Linked DNA regions of Callithrix jacchus: region 1 is linked to region 2. Evidence: chromatin contacts called from public Hi-C data. All regions are on one chromosome and are shown on one strand. Each heading gives the region's core, a stretch centred on a gene start, on an enhancer-like site or on the middle of the called end of the contact. The rest is flanking DNA. Distances are from core to core; before and after follow the strand shown. Region 1 overlaps LOC118149156 (a long non-coding RNA gene). Region 2 holds the start of STX6 (syntaxin 6).

Region 1 (3,777 bases), core at 1,066-3,565, 110 kb before region 2:
GCTGTGAATGTTATGACCAGGCTGGGGAATGGGGTGAAGGAGGGTGGTAATGAGAGGTACAGAGGAGAGGCAAGAGAGAAGAATGGGCGGTACAGAGGAGAGGCAGGAGAGGAGGATGGGAGGTACAGAGGAGAGGTGAGAGAGAAGGATGGGAGGTACAGAGGAGAGGCGAGAGAGAAGGATGGGAGGTACAGAGGAGAGGCGAGAGAGAAGGATGGGCGGTACAGAGGAGAGGCGAGAGAGAAGGATGGGTGGTACAGAGGAGAGGCAGGAGAGGAGGATGGGAGGTACAGAGGAGAGGCAGGAGAGGAGGATGGGAGGTCCAGAGGAGAGGCAGGAGAGGAGGATGGGAGGTACAGAGGAGAGGTGAGAGAGCAGGATGGGAGGTACAGAGGAGAGGCAGGAGAGGAGGATGGGAGGTACAGAGGAGAGGCAAGAGAGGAGGATGGGAGGTACAGAGGAGAGGCGAGAGAGGAGGATGGGAGGTCCAGAGGAGAGGTGAGAGAGAAGGATGGGAGGTACAGAGGAGAGGCGAGAGAGGAGGATGGGAGGTACAGAGGAGAGGTGAGAGAGGAGGATGGGAGGTCCAGAGGAGAGGCGAGAGAGGAGGATGGGAGGTCCAGAGGAGAGGCGAGAGAGAAGGATGGGAGAATGCCGCTAAGTATAAAATACTGAGGAGCTGGCACTTTTCTTTAAGACACTGAGGAAGATTTTAGGAGGAAATGCAGCACCCTCCAATTATGTTTTTGAAAGCTCTCATTTGCTACCGCACTGAGGTTCGATTAAAGGGTTAAGTCCCAGGGCCAGGAACACACTCATGAGGGCCTGGGCACACCAGAGAGTGAGGGTGCACGGCAAAATTCCAGGCGCCACTTCAGAGGCAGGTAGGGGAGGACCCAGTGAGCATCAGACAGAGGAGAGACGGACAACGCAGGGATTTATGAGCCTGTTTAATGTCCAAGAATGGAGAGCATGGGAGAGAAGGTGAAGGATTTTGTTTGGTACAGTTTGAGGAGTCTCTGAGACATTAAGTAACAAAATTAAGTTTTGACACATCCCCTGTCCTCCAATTTCCCAACACCCTTCATTCTCTATCACAGGGATGAAGCAACCTGGCCAGCGAGTCTCCACTGAGGTCAAATTAAGATTTAAAGGTTTAACGTGTGACTCTCCCATCCTCTCCCCCACTCGCCCCGAAGAAATTGCATTTTCATTTAACAGGAGTACCACTTAGTACTCCACAATCTTAATTACAGGAAGGGCTCCCTTATAGTGAAATTCCAGGCAATGTGATGAGAAAGTTGAGAAGATGTTTTCAGGCAGGGAGATCTGCCCAGCACCCCGCAAATCATATCACAGAGGCTATAGCTACAAACTGTCTTAGCGAAGAGAATTCCCTGTTGAAGTTTCCCCTTCATTCCGAAGAACCCAGTTCATCCCATAGACAAAGGGAGCTTCCTCCAGGCAGGATAATGATCTCTTATGGAGGGGTGGCAGGACAGCAGATGTCACAGAGGTCTGGGGTCACCAAGTTCAAGTCCTGGTTCCACCATGTATTGCTGTATAATCTTGGGCAGTTATTTAACTTCTCTCTAAGACTTGAGTTCACCATCCATTAAACAGGAGTTCAGACCATTTGCCCCTGAAGCGCTTGTGAGCCCAGATTTAAATCACATGGTCATTGTAAACACCGATTCCTTCTTCTCCCACCCCCACCTCCCCAACTTCTTACTTCACACTTGAAACTCCATCAGTCATTCTCACCGCCTCCACCATTTATCTCAGTGTCTTTCAACACCCAATTCACTTAGAGAAGCCTAATTTTCTTCCCGTTCATGCGCTATTAGCTGCTCTGACAACTCTAGGTGATGAAAAGCCACCATTTGGGTGGCATGGGCTGAGCCTCCACACCCAGCGGAGCGGGCTGTGTCTGCAAGCCGCCTGCAGGGGGCAGCATCGGGCAGTGTAAGGCAACGCCAAGGCTACCCTGTAAAACGCTGGGGTCGGTCTGAGAAGGGCCGCAGAAGAGGCGTTTGAATTCAGACTCCAGCTGACAAAGGATCCATTTTACTCCATGCGGGTCTGACGCAGTACGTCAGGGAGTCAGGTCCTTGGTAAACAAGGGAGCAGGGAGTGGCTATCCGAAAGCAACCCCGAGCCGCGCGAGTCCAGCAGGCAGGGTTTTTTCCCAAACCCACACCAGGACTAGGTGACCTTTTCATCACCATCGGTAGGAGAAGCAAAAGACAGCTCCTTACTGGACTCAGGAGGCAGGTTGCAAATGCGTCCTTCACCTCCAGTGAAGTAGTGGGAGAGAGCCCTTGACAAGGACAAGAGGGGGAGCTTAACTTCCCCCTCCCCATAAGCATTTTTAGATTTTCCCACACCCTCAGCCCCTTCGGGGAGTCCTGGAGAAGACAAAAGAAACAGACACAGATGCTGATTCTAAAGAAGCTATTAATATTGTTGAAAAGACATGCAGATGTGAAGCTGGGATGCAGGGCACTCATGATCATGCTGTTTCTGAGAAAGCTTGGTGGCTCCATGTCCCCAAAGCCCCAGGATGAGCAGGCGGGCCTGGGATGATTTTCTATGATTTGCGAATTTGTTGACATGGAATAACAAAGGGGCAGAATGTTTAAGATCAATCAAGACTGTCCTGGAAGTCCAGAATATGGGATCATCAAGGGACAGATGATCAGAGCTGTAGGAATTCGAGGAAGGGAGCTATCAATGAATGTGGCGTTAAGTGGCCTGGACAAGCCAGTGGAATTGGTCACTCCTGAGAGCTTTAGGCCTCTGTGTCAATGAGAGATACTCATCACCCACTCTCCCATTGACTTAGGCTGGGGAGGGAAACCACTGTCACCGTGACATCACCACCTTCCAGGAATCACTGAGTCAGCCTCAGCCCTCCAGATCGCGGAGGTGGAGGCCCCAAGGCAGGACCCACTCACTTCCTCCTAGCCCAAGGCCAGCGGGGAGGGGGATGCTCTGGCAGAGCTTTGAGCTCTGTTTTTCACCACCCTCTGCCAGAACTCAAGGCGGCCAAGACCTGACCCAGGGTAGGTCAACTTTGCAAAGACAGACATCGGTGTGGTGCCGGCTGCACCCACGCCCACCCATGCACTCACACCGTAGGGGAGAGCCCCCCAGTGGAGAATGGCAGTGGCTGAGAGTTGAAATGCAAGCTTCCCTGGGAGTTGTCAGGCTTGTAGCTTTGCCGGTCCTTCTTACCTCCTTGCGTCCCTATGAGCTTCTAGGGAAAAAATGTGGTGGAGGAATTAGGGATGAAGTAGGAGGGAGTGGGGGCTGGCAGGAACAAGTGCAGAAAGCCGAGGTGAGGAGAGCTAAAAGAAAACCTATGCCCACTTCACAGCTGAAGGCCATTGCAGATCTGGTGTCACCTGCAGACAGTCACGGGGGGAGGCAGGTCCGTCCAGCCCATTCCTTTCCCAAAGACAGCACCACACAGCTCAACACATCCTGTGGCCAGAGCCCAGGTACAGGGCCAGAGAGTGTCCACCTGTGGCCCTGGGGGGGTGACTTCCTCCTGCCTCTTCCCCCAGCATAGTCATAGGCGCCTCTGCACTCTTCCCCACATCAGAACTTTCCCTTCTCTGCTAAGAGGATTCAAACCAGTATCTGTCCACACCACATCAGCCTCTGTTTCATCTTTCCATTAAATGCAATGTTCCCTTGCTCTGTAAGCTGGTCTTAGGAAGAAGAAAATTAACCAGTGGGCAGTAATATAATTTTCTAGCACAGCAAAATTCT
Region 2 (3,840 bases), core at 425-2,924:
TTTTTTTTTTTTTTTTGAGAAGGAGTCTCACTCTGTTGCCCAGGTTGGAGTGCAGTGGCATGATCTCGACTCACTGCAACCTCTGCCTCCCAGGTTCCAACAATTATCCTGCCTCAGCCTCCCAAGTAGCTGGGATTATAGGCATGTGCCACCATGCCCAGCTAATTTTTTGTATTTTTGGTAGAGATGGGTTTCACTGTGTTAGCCAGGATGGTCTCAATCTCCTAACCTCACGATCCTCCCGCCTTGGCCTCTCAAAGTGCTGGGATTACAGGCGTGGGCCATTGCACCCAGCTACATGCATTTTTATTTAACTATCATAACAATCCATGAACTAGCTATTATTATTTATGTTTTGTAGCTGAGGAACTGCATGATAGAGCCAAGGTTTGTGTTTCTCCAAGGACTGTGCCATCTCCAGAGACTGGTGACTTTGGGCAAGTCACCTAACCTCCCAGGGTCTCAGATTTCTCATTCATAAAATGAGGATGATAGCAGTAGTTATAGCATTGTAAGAGCAACTGAGATAACATTTAACACCCTGCCTGACACACACACAGTAAATGCCCAATGATTTTCAGCAGTCAAAGTCCACATCCCCATCCACAAACTCCACAGCATATCTAGCCTGAGTTGGTTAATTGTTCTGGCCAAAATGTTTTCTGGAATTGTTCTTGAACCACAGTGAGATGAAGTTGTCATACCTGGCCCCTTCTTTATTCCTTGAAGGTGCTCTCTCCTGGGAAACGCCATATGCTGTATGAAAAATTACTTTACATGGTTATTTGCAGAATATACAGCAACAGAAGGTACACCCCATCTGGTGGAAAGTGCAAAGAATCTGCAGTTCTGCCCTGTCCAAGCTGTGTGACTACAGGAAGTCTTGAAGCCTCTCTGAACTTATTTTCTCATCTACAAAATGGGGAAAATGGATGGGTGTGGTAATCCCACCACTTTGGGAAGCAGAGTCAGGAGGATCATGTGAGTTTGGGAGTTTGAGGCCAGCCCAGGCAATATACTTAGGGCCACATCTCTACAAAAAATTTAAAAATTGGCCAGGTGTGGTGGTGCTCACTTGTAGTCCCAGCTACTCAGGAGGCTGAGGTTAGAGGATCACTTTAGCTCAGGAGGTCGAGGCTGCAGTGAGCTGTGATTGTGCCACTGCAATCCAGCCTGGGTGATAGAAAGAGAGCCTGCCCCCCAAAGGATACTGAAATGATGCATATACAACCTTTAGCACACTGTCCAACACAAAGTTAAGACTTAAAGGATCTGTGTAACATCATAATTAGATACCATGCTTCACTGTAAGTCTAGGGCCAGATAGAGATATAAATTGCATACTGTCAAAATCAGGTATTAAAAGTAGAGGAAAGGTAAGAGGATTTTGCAAATCAGGTGCAACTGCAGCTTATCCTGAAAAGCCGACTGCCTGCCTCTGAGGGAAGAAGCCGCTCCTCACCCTCAAGTGTGAGGGGAGGGCGGTAGAAGGCCTCCCACCTCCACGGCCTCAGGGCTCCGCCTCCAGGGCCGTGTGACGCATGCCCAGGCCCCGCCCACGAGGGGGGCGGAGCAGGCCCTCGTCACGTGACTGGGTGCGGAAGTCGTGCTTCAGGCGATGTTCGTGATTGGCTGCGGCCGAGGTTCCCGGGGGTTGGGTCAGGCCCTCCGACGCGCCGGGAGGAGCCGGGACGCGAGGCTGCCGCTGGGGCCGGCTCTAGAGTCCTGTATTCGGCCGGTGGTGGTGAGCGAGTGCTGGACCCGCGGCGGTCCCGTGCACCTGGCCTGCGCGACTGCCCGCGGCTCGGCGTTCTCCAGGCTAAGACGCGGGCAGCTGCGGGAACAGGCGCGGTGGGCGGAAGGAGGCCGGGAGGCACGGGTGCACTGTGCGCCGAGGAGGTGGAGGCGGCCGGGGCCGGGACGCCATGTCCATGGAGGACCCCTTCTTTGTGGTGAAAGGGTGAGTGTCGGCCGAGGGTTCCACCGGAGAAAAAGGTGGCGGTGCTGCCTGCCCGCACCTCCCCGGTCTTCTTGCAATAGGGGGAGGGGAGACAAGTTGAAGCTGGGGAGGGGACAGTGGAGACGGCTTAGCCTCGAGGGCCGTGACCAAAGAGTCCAGAGACGTCCCCTCCATCCCTACCTGGACCGTGAAGCCGCTGTCCCCAGCCAAGCTCCTGGTGGTGGTGGGGCCTTTTTGGCCTGTGCGCTGGGGTTCAACTTATTTGGGGAGGGGGGTGCAGGGGCTCAGCAGCTCTGCAGGTGGTGAGAGAGACCGGAGGGTCCTGGCTCACAGTGGCTCTCCAGTCGAGCATGAGACCTTGCTTGGAAGGAGCGAAAACAGCATCTGGGCAGGAAAAGGGAAATGGCCCTCCTGAGCTTTGTAGTTCGCCTTGACGGGAGTGAGCTCCATTGTCCATTGAGTTTGGAGCGCTGGCCCGCAGACTGGCTAAACCACAACAAGCCCAGAGGCGTCTGAGCACGTTTGCAGGGAGGGAGGCGGGGGAGCAGGGCACCGGAAGACAATTCAATGGGGGAGTTTTTACTGAGTAAAGTGAGGAGAGGAAAGCAGTCGTTCATACTCAGTGATGATTTGGAAGGAAAACAAAATGAAACGAGCCAAACCAAACTTTCCTCAACTTTCTATTAGCAACCGGAATTTTCTCACAGTGCTAAAGGAAATGAGTGTTGCTTGTTAACTCCTTGATTTCATCCAGGCTGTTTGACAGGTTTCTCTCATTTCTTCTGCCTTTTAGAATAGAACTGCCTTCTGTTCCCTTGTAAGCTGCCCTAACTCCGTCTTTGATTGCTCGATTGTTTCTTTGGAGATAGAAACTTCAATTGCACTTTGGAGCCATTAAACAAATGCGAGAAGATCAATTCTGATGTGACTTTGTTTCTTATTAGAAACGTGTCAATTTTCTGTTTTAAATGTCAAACGTGAAAAATCTGAAAACTGCAAAGTTCCCAGATCAGTACTGAGCACCATAGAATGTTCCTTGCTTCCAACTAGTTGCTGCTGTCTTCCTGTTTCTGCAGTAGTACAAGCTGGCTATTGTTACATTCGAGTGTTCTAGAAAATTTAAATGGTACTTTAGGTGAAATACTTTATTGATGCAGTAAAATACACTTATACTACTTTTTTTTTTTTTGGTGACATTCTTGAAGAGTGTGTGTGTGTGTGTATATATATGTACATATTTTTTTCCACTTATACTACATTTCCCTGAAAAGATTTTCCTTCACCTAATTTAGATGGGAAAATGCTGAGTTGTAGATTTACTGGTAATACGTGGCTCCCTACCTGGAAAATGTGGTATTTATTAGAAGGATTGAGTTAGGGGTTAATTTTTAAAATAGATGTGTGTTTTTCCTTTGAATGAAAGTTGTTGCTGTTTTGAGATGGAGTTTTGCTCAGGCTGGAGTGCAATGGCGCGATCTCGGCTCACTACAACCTCCGCCTCCCGAGTTCAAGTGATTCTCCTGCCTCAGCCTCCCTCACCGCCCCCCTCCAGCCCCAGTAGTAGGCATGCACCACCATGCCCGGCTAATTTTGTATTTTTAGTAGAGACTAATTTTGTGTTTTTGGTAGAGACGGGGTTTCTCCGTGTTGGTCAGGTTGGTCTAAAACTCCTGTCCTCAGGTGATCCACCCGCCTCGGCCTCCCAAAGTGCTGCGATTACTGATAGGCGTGAGCCACTGCGCCCGGCCTTGAATGAAAGTTCTTAATGCTTAGGTTGGCAAAGGTTATCTCTGGCAATGGAGATCAGAGATGATCAGAAATTTGTTTTGACTTTTCGTGGAATTTGTCAAAAACCAAAATTGTTCTGCCATCTTGGCATT

The links. Hi-C and Micro-C count contacts between places; a contact is called where the count stands out from the background.
Region 1: a Hi-C map of skeletal muscle shows a contact between it and region 2, with 4 times the contacts expected there. The contact joins the enhancer-like site here to the promoter of STX6 in region 2. A contact is called at or near these places in 3 of 3 Hi-C or Micro-C datasets (induced pluripotent stem cells and skeletal muscle).

The regions. Positions count from the first base shown.
Region 1 is chr18:39,418,204-39,421,980 of calJac240_pri, reverse strand. The region is part of intron 3 of LOC118149156 (a long non-coding RNA gene); the gene reads right to left. Among named protein-coding and RNA genes, the nearest start is that of IER5, 55 kb to the right of the region's middle. Within about 2 kb of position 2,315, at least 4 of the 16 cell types and tissues checked have an H3K27ac peak or open chromatin away from gene starts, as enhancers often do. A contact at or near this core is called in skeletal muscle, where this site is marked.
Region 2 is chr18:39,309,975-39,313,814 of calJac240_pri, reverse strand. It overlaps STX6 (syntaxin 6), which reads left to right and starts at 1,674. Exons shown (of 8, transcript XM_002760299.7): 1 at 1,674-1,960. The coding sequence starts at 1,926.